Linked DNA regions of Sus scrofa: region 1 is linked to region 2. Evidence: chromatin contacts called from public Hi-C data. All regions are on one chromosome and are shown on one strand. The core of a region is the stretch at or near the end of the contact, and the rest is flanking DNA. Distances in the headings are between cores, read along the strand shown. Region 1 overlaps BORCS5 (a long non-coding RNA gene). Region 2 overlaps DUSP16 (dual specificity protein phosphatase 16).

What was found. A called contact is a pair of places that touch in the nucleus more often than the background predicts.
Region 1: a contact with region 2 is called in a Hi-C map of liver, with 3 times the contacts expected there. A contact is called at or near these places in 1 of 5 promoter capture datasets (liver), 14 of 47 Hi-C or Micro-C datasets (alveolar macrophages, embryonic fibroblasts, fetal heart ventricle and 8 more) and 1 of 2 datasets of targeted methods (alveolar macrophages).

The regions. Positions count from the first base shown.
Region 1 is chr5:60,043,056-60,045,841 of Sscrofa11.1, forward strand. The region is part of intron 2 of BORCS5 (a long non-coding RNA gene); the gene reads right to left. Among named protein-coding and RNA genes, the nearest start is that of BORCS5, 29 kb to the right of the region's middle.
Region 2 is chr5:59,928,971-59,931,893 of Sscrofa11.1, forward strand. All of the region lies in intron 3 of DUSP16 (dual specificity protein phosphatase 16), which reads left to right. Among named protein-coding and RNA genes, the nearest start is that of DUSP16, 61 kb to the left of the region's middle.

The DNA.
Region 1 (2,786 bases), core at 121-2,620, 110 kb after region 2:
CCAGTATATTGGCAGGAAATGGAAAGAACAGCAGAAAGATAAAGCCCATCTGGCCATAATGTTAATGTTAGCTTTCCTCTGGTCCCCTGACCAGACTTCCAAATGACTCTTACCTTTTCTTATATGTGCCCCTTATGAGTCTGGTTTCCTTCCCATAATTACTCATGCCTTGTCCTACTTTTCCTTATTGCATTACTATGGAACATTGCCTGTTACAGTGGTTTTACTAATATGCTTATCTACTACTGCTCAGTAACCACATCCAAAGAAAACAGTGGATGTCATGATGACATTTATTTTATCTTTAGTTACAGATATATTTATTTTGCTTTTGAATATTAACTATCCCTGGCTAGCAGTTCCTCTTTGCTCATTTCTTGCACTCTAAATTAGCAGTATCCAGGACACTACTAGTTTATTTAGGTTTAGGGCAGGTTTTTTGATTTTCGTTTTTGGTTTGCTTTTTTTTAGGGCCAAATCCACGGCATATGGAAGTTCCTAGGCTAGGGGTCAAATCGGAGCTGTAGCTGATGGCCTACACCATAGCCACAGCAACGCTAGATCCCCGAGCTGCGTCTGCAACCTACAACTCAGCTCACGGCAGCACGGATTCTTAATCCACTGAGGGAGGCCAGGGATCGAACCCGCATCCTCATGAATACTTGTCGGGTTTGCTACCGCTAAGCCACGATGGAACTCTCTAGGGCAGGTTTTAAAAAAAGTTTTTCCTCTCCCCTCAATGTTGCAATTTTCTCTCTGATGACTGCCACTCTGTTTGGAAGTGTGGTCCACAATGTCATCTAAAGCCTTAGGAAAAAACCAACTCGACATTTTATATAAGTACTGTAGCAATAAAAACACGTACACAGAGTTATACATAGGATACCATAATAAATATTGCATCCATGACATCTGATAAAACATGATACTAATAAAAAGATACCAAAATAAGTCTTAATACCTATTATAGTACTGAACTTCACCTTTTGCTAATTATATATAAGGTGGCAATCTCCTTACCCCCCAAAACACAAAACAGAAATTAGAAAGTAAAAAATATTCTTAACAGATGGCAAGAGTTCTGTGTCTGCTGACTCTAATAGGGCCTGAGCTCTTCTCTCGCTCTCTGATCTCAGTCCTGTCCTGTTAAGCGTTTTTCAGTGACGTGAATGAGGTCACTCAAAGTATGTTAATCATGGGGGTCCAAAAATAGCCTGAAGAAGTTAGAAACACTGGCTACAGCTGACATGAACTCTAAAGATGTGCAATGAAGGTCCAAAAAGCTATCTGCAGAAATACAAAATAAGGGAGGTGTGGCTTAACATCAGCGTAAGTAAAGAGGACTTTAGGATTTTTGATGATGCAATATGACTCAACTGCATGTGGCTGCCCAGACAGCTACCTCAAACTTGGGCTGTCTTAAAAGAAATACAGCATGCAGAGCAAGACAGAAGATCCAGTCCACACCTGGAATACTCTTCAGTACTAGGGGTCATGCTCTAAAAAGGGTCAAAACAGAGTATGTTTAGGTTTCAGGTCAGAGGGCTGGGTGAGACAAAATCATGTTATACGGGAACTGAAACTGTCTAAAGAAGAGTCTGTTCCACAATTTTTAAAGGTGCGGATATGACTTTTACGATCAGATTAAAAGACATTTCCATTTTGGATTAAAAAATACGTAAATAAGGCCCAGTGTTAAAGAGGATATTACGAAACTAACACATTCAGACACTGCTAGTTTTACTATGAACTGGTTTATTAAATCTTTCGGAAAACAATCCTGCCATGTGCTGTGACAGCTGTTAAACTGTTGTTACAGTGGCTTTATAGTCAAACTATGGTAGATTTGTAAGATGGAATAGTGATCAGCAACAAAAAGGAACCATATACTGATATAACCATAGGGATGAATCTCAAACGCATTACGCTAAGTGAAAGAAGCCAGACGCAAAAGGCTATAACTTAAATGATTCCATTTAAACAACATTCTGGAAAAGGCAAAACTTCAGGGATGGATCACAATAGTCAGAAGCTGAGGTGAAGGGTGAAACTGACTACAGAGTGACATAGGAGGAGCTGGGGGAAATGACAAAACTATTTTATTTCATGATGTTAGACTGGTTTCACAACTGTACAGATACATCGACACTCAGAGAACTATACTTTAAAATGGGTATATCTTACTGAATTTAAATTATTTTTTTTTAATAAGGGGAAAAAAGAGAAAATCTTGAAGGCAGCCAGAAAAAAAGAAATACATTACACACAGAGGAACAAAGAAATAAAGTTAACAATGAAGACTTTTTCTGATCAACAAAAACAAAGAATTCATTTCCGAAAGATCCATACCACAAGAAATGCAAAAGGAAGTTCTTCAGGCAAAAGGAACATGATATCAAACAGAATCCTGGATCAATATAAAGAAATGAAGATCTCCAGAAATGGTTGAAATGAAGGCAACTATGAAATACCTTTTTTCATATTTTTAATAGCTCTAAATAATGATTGTCTAAAGCAGGGGGTCAATAAAGTATGGCACAAGGGCCAAATCGCACCCACTTCCTGTTTTTGTAAGTAAAGTTATATTGGAACACAGTAACACCCATTCTTTTATGTATTGTCTATGGCTGCTTATGACAGAGTTGAGTAGTTGAGACAAAGACCAGATGGCCTAAAATACTTACTATCAGGCCCTTTACAGAAAAAATTTACCGCCCCCTGGTCTAAAACAAAAATAGCAATGTATTGTGGGTTTATAGCTTATGTAAAAGAAAAATGTATAACAA
Region 2 (2,923 bases), core at 146-2,645:
GAACTGAAGCATAGATGGATCAGCCCTTGGTTCTTCCTTCAGGGAATTGCTTTCAAAGTGACAGAGCTAACCTTTCTCTCTGCTTTGACTAAAAGGATAGGAATACATCTTTAGAATGGAGATCTTAAAGTTAACATCATTAATCTGTAATACAATGCTACTTTTGTTGATTATGTAAGTATTCTTTCCTTCTTTTTTTGGTCTTTTTAGGGCTGCATCTACTGCATATGGAGGTTCCCAGGCTAGGGGTTCAATCAGAGCTGTAGCCACTGGCCTACACCACAGCCACAGCAATGCCAGATCCCAGCTGTGTCTGCCACCTACACCACAGCTTATGGCAACACCGCATCCTGAACCCACTGAGCAAGGCCAGGGATCAAACCCACAATCTCATAGTTCCTAGTCGGATTCGTTTCCGCTGCGCCATGACGGGAACTCCAGATTACGTAAATGTTCTCTCATTTTAAGAAACAACACTGTGGTTAATAACTGATTGCAAGGATCAGAGGGAAGAAAAAAGTGACTAATTGGAATTGTTTAGTGCTATTATCATATGGTTTTTTTGCTTTTTGTTTTTTTTGTCTTTTTAGGGCTGCACCCAAGGCATATGGAGGTTCCCAGGCTAGGGGTCAAATTGGAGCTGCAGCTGCTGGCTTGCACTGCCCCTTGCAGCAATGCCAGATCCTTAATGTGCTGAGCCACAATGGGAACTCCATGTTATATGTATTTTATTTAACCTGGCAGATTTTTTTCCCTCTGAGAATGGATCGGTGGTTCACACTGACTTTTATAGAAAGTTATATTTATGATTGGAATTGTGGACCGAAGGGGGTACCCTTAAGGGAAGAGGTGTTTCTTGGTTGAATTAGAATAAAGCGATGGACAAATTATCAATGCCTTTAAGCTACACCAAATGTTTTCTCTGTCCAAAGTAACATGTATGTTTTTGTTCATAAACATTCACTCTTCTGGTGGATTTGTGGAAGACTAACAGAAATACGGATTTTAACACCGCAATTTGTCCGCTTGTTCATCCAGCTCTGTAGAGGCCAGCAATGTCTGCCTATGTGTCTTCCTTCTTCTTAAAAACTAATGCCTAGCACAAGGGGCCAGGGTGGGCATGGCGTTCCAGATTCAGGTCTGTCTTAGGGAAGCACATATGGGCTGTCTGGCGTTCTGTTTCCTCCACTCCTAGATGATTAGCCACATTAAATCTAGGGACAGGAGAAACCTGGCAATACTGGATGGTGAGTCAAGTCCTTGAACAGCTTTAAAAGATATCTTAAAAAACAAAAAGCACGTCAGTTTTTCAGTGCAGCATTCACAGTAAACCAAGGGGCTGATAAAGAGCTGAGGTTGCGTCTTCTGGCAGTGGGGTCTGACGTGGGATCCGGGGACAGCAGCATGAGGACAAGGGCAGACAGGACTCTTTATGCTCCACCTGTCAGCTGTTTGCAACAGCAAGTTTACGTAGCTGGATGGAACTCCTCTTCTCGGGTGGATCTAGTTTGTAAGAGGAAGAGGGACATTTTAGGCATATTTCAGAACTGATTTGCAGAGGAGGTCACAGAGAGCTTCTTAGGGGTGCGGGTAAATCAGGCAGTCTCATCTGTTATTAATTAATGAAATGAAACTGGGGGCACTAGAGTCCACCGATGAATGAAAGGTCAGCGAATGGAAAAAACTGTCAATAAAGGAGGGTGTCGGCAGAGTGGAACATTGTCCGAGAGAAAGATCAGGGAAAATGTGCTCTTTGGCCGAGGGGGTGTCTTTTGGAAGTGACAAGGAGTGTGGGTTTGGGACATTTCAAGCCAGACGGAGCACTAAATGGATCCTCTGATTTCAACGAAATCTGTTAAATACTTTCAGGCTGTTTGGGTTTGTGCTAGAGATTAATTGAAAAAAAAATTGGTTAAAAAAAAAAGAGGTTTCTGTTTGTTTTATAATGTGTTTTACAACGTGTTATTGCTGTTTTGTTTGCTTTGGGGGGTTGTTTTGAGGCTGAATAGTGGGTTGCTTTCTCTTAGGGTTTTTACTTTTTTTTTTTTTTTTTCCCCTCTGTCTTAGAATGTTCTAGAGCCGTGCTTACATTTTACTCTTTAGGACCACCAAAGTTGGACTTTGAACAGCCCAGGCTAGCAGGCTTTCAGTTTCCGGTTGTTAGAGAGTCTCGTCCCTCTGAGCATAGTTCAGTGGGGGATAGGCTGAAAGTCCTCGAGAGGCAGCGTCAGCCTCACCACTGATTTGCAAACTCAGGGATCATGAAGGGCCCGGGACCGTGTTCCTCTCTCCAGTAGTTCATCCATCAGCTTCGTTTCTGGTCTCATGTGAAATGCACTTACAGAGCTCTGCTATCTCTGGTCAGGCCAGCTCTCTTTGCTTTTTCTCTCCTTCATTGAAGCTTTGGCACCATGTGGCTTTGAGAAAGAAAGACTCTTCTGTCCGTTTGGGAGAGGCCCATGGCCATTCTGAGCCTGGTAAAATAAGGCTGAACTGAGGGCAGGACCCTAGAGGTGTCAGCAGGGATGTCCCCACATCCTAGAGAGCGTTGCAATTAATTCTGTGGTATGTAGAGACATGGTTTTAGCACAGCGATTGAGATTGCTGGGCTCCCGTCTCAGCTCTGCCAATTGCCACCCTGTGTCTTTCTGAACCTCTCTTTCCTCATCTGTAAAATGGGCGTAATCAAGGCACCACCTCTTCGGGCCGTTGTAAAGACTGAATGAATACTCTTACAGTGCTTAGAGCGATGCTTGTCCCATAGGAAATGTTCAGTATCTCTGTGATTACTTACATTATTTATATAAATGATGACCTACAAGTTCAAAATGGAGTTCAAGTTTGAGTTTCCTCGGATTATCTAGTTTCTCTGTTCTCTGAGAACATTTCCTGGACTCTCTATTTTATTGGATTTAAATGAAAG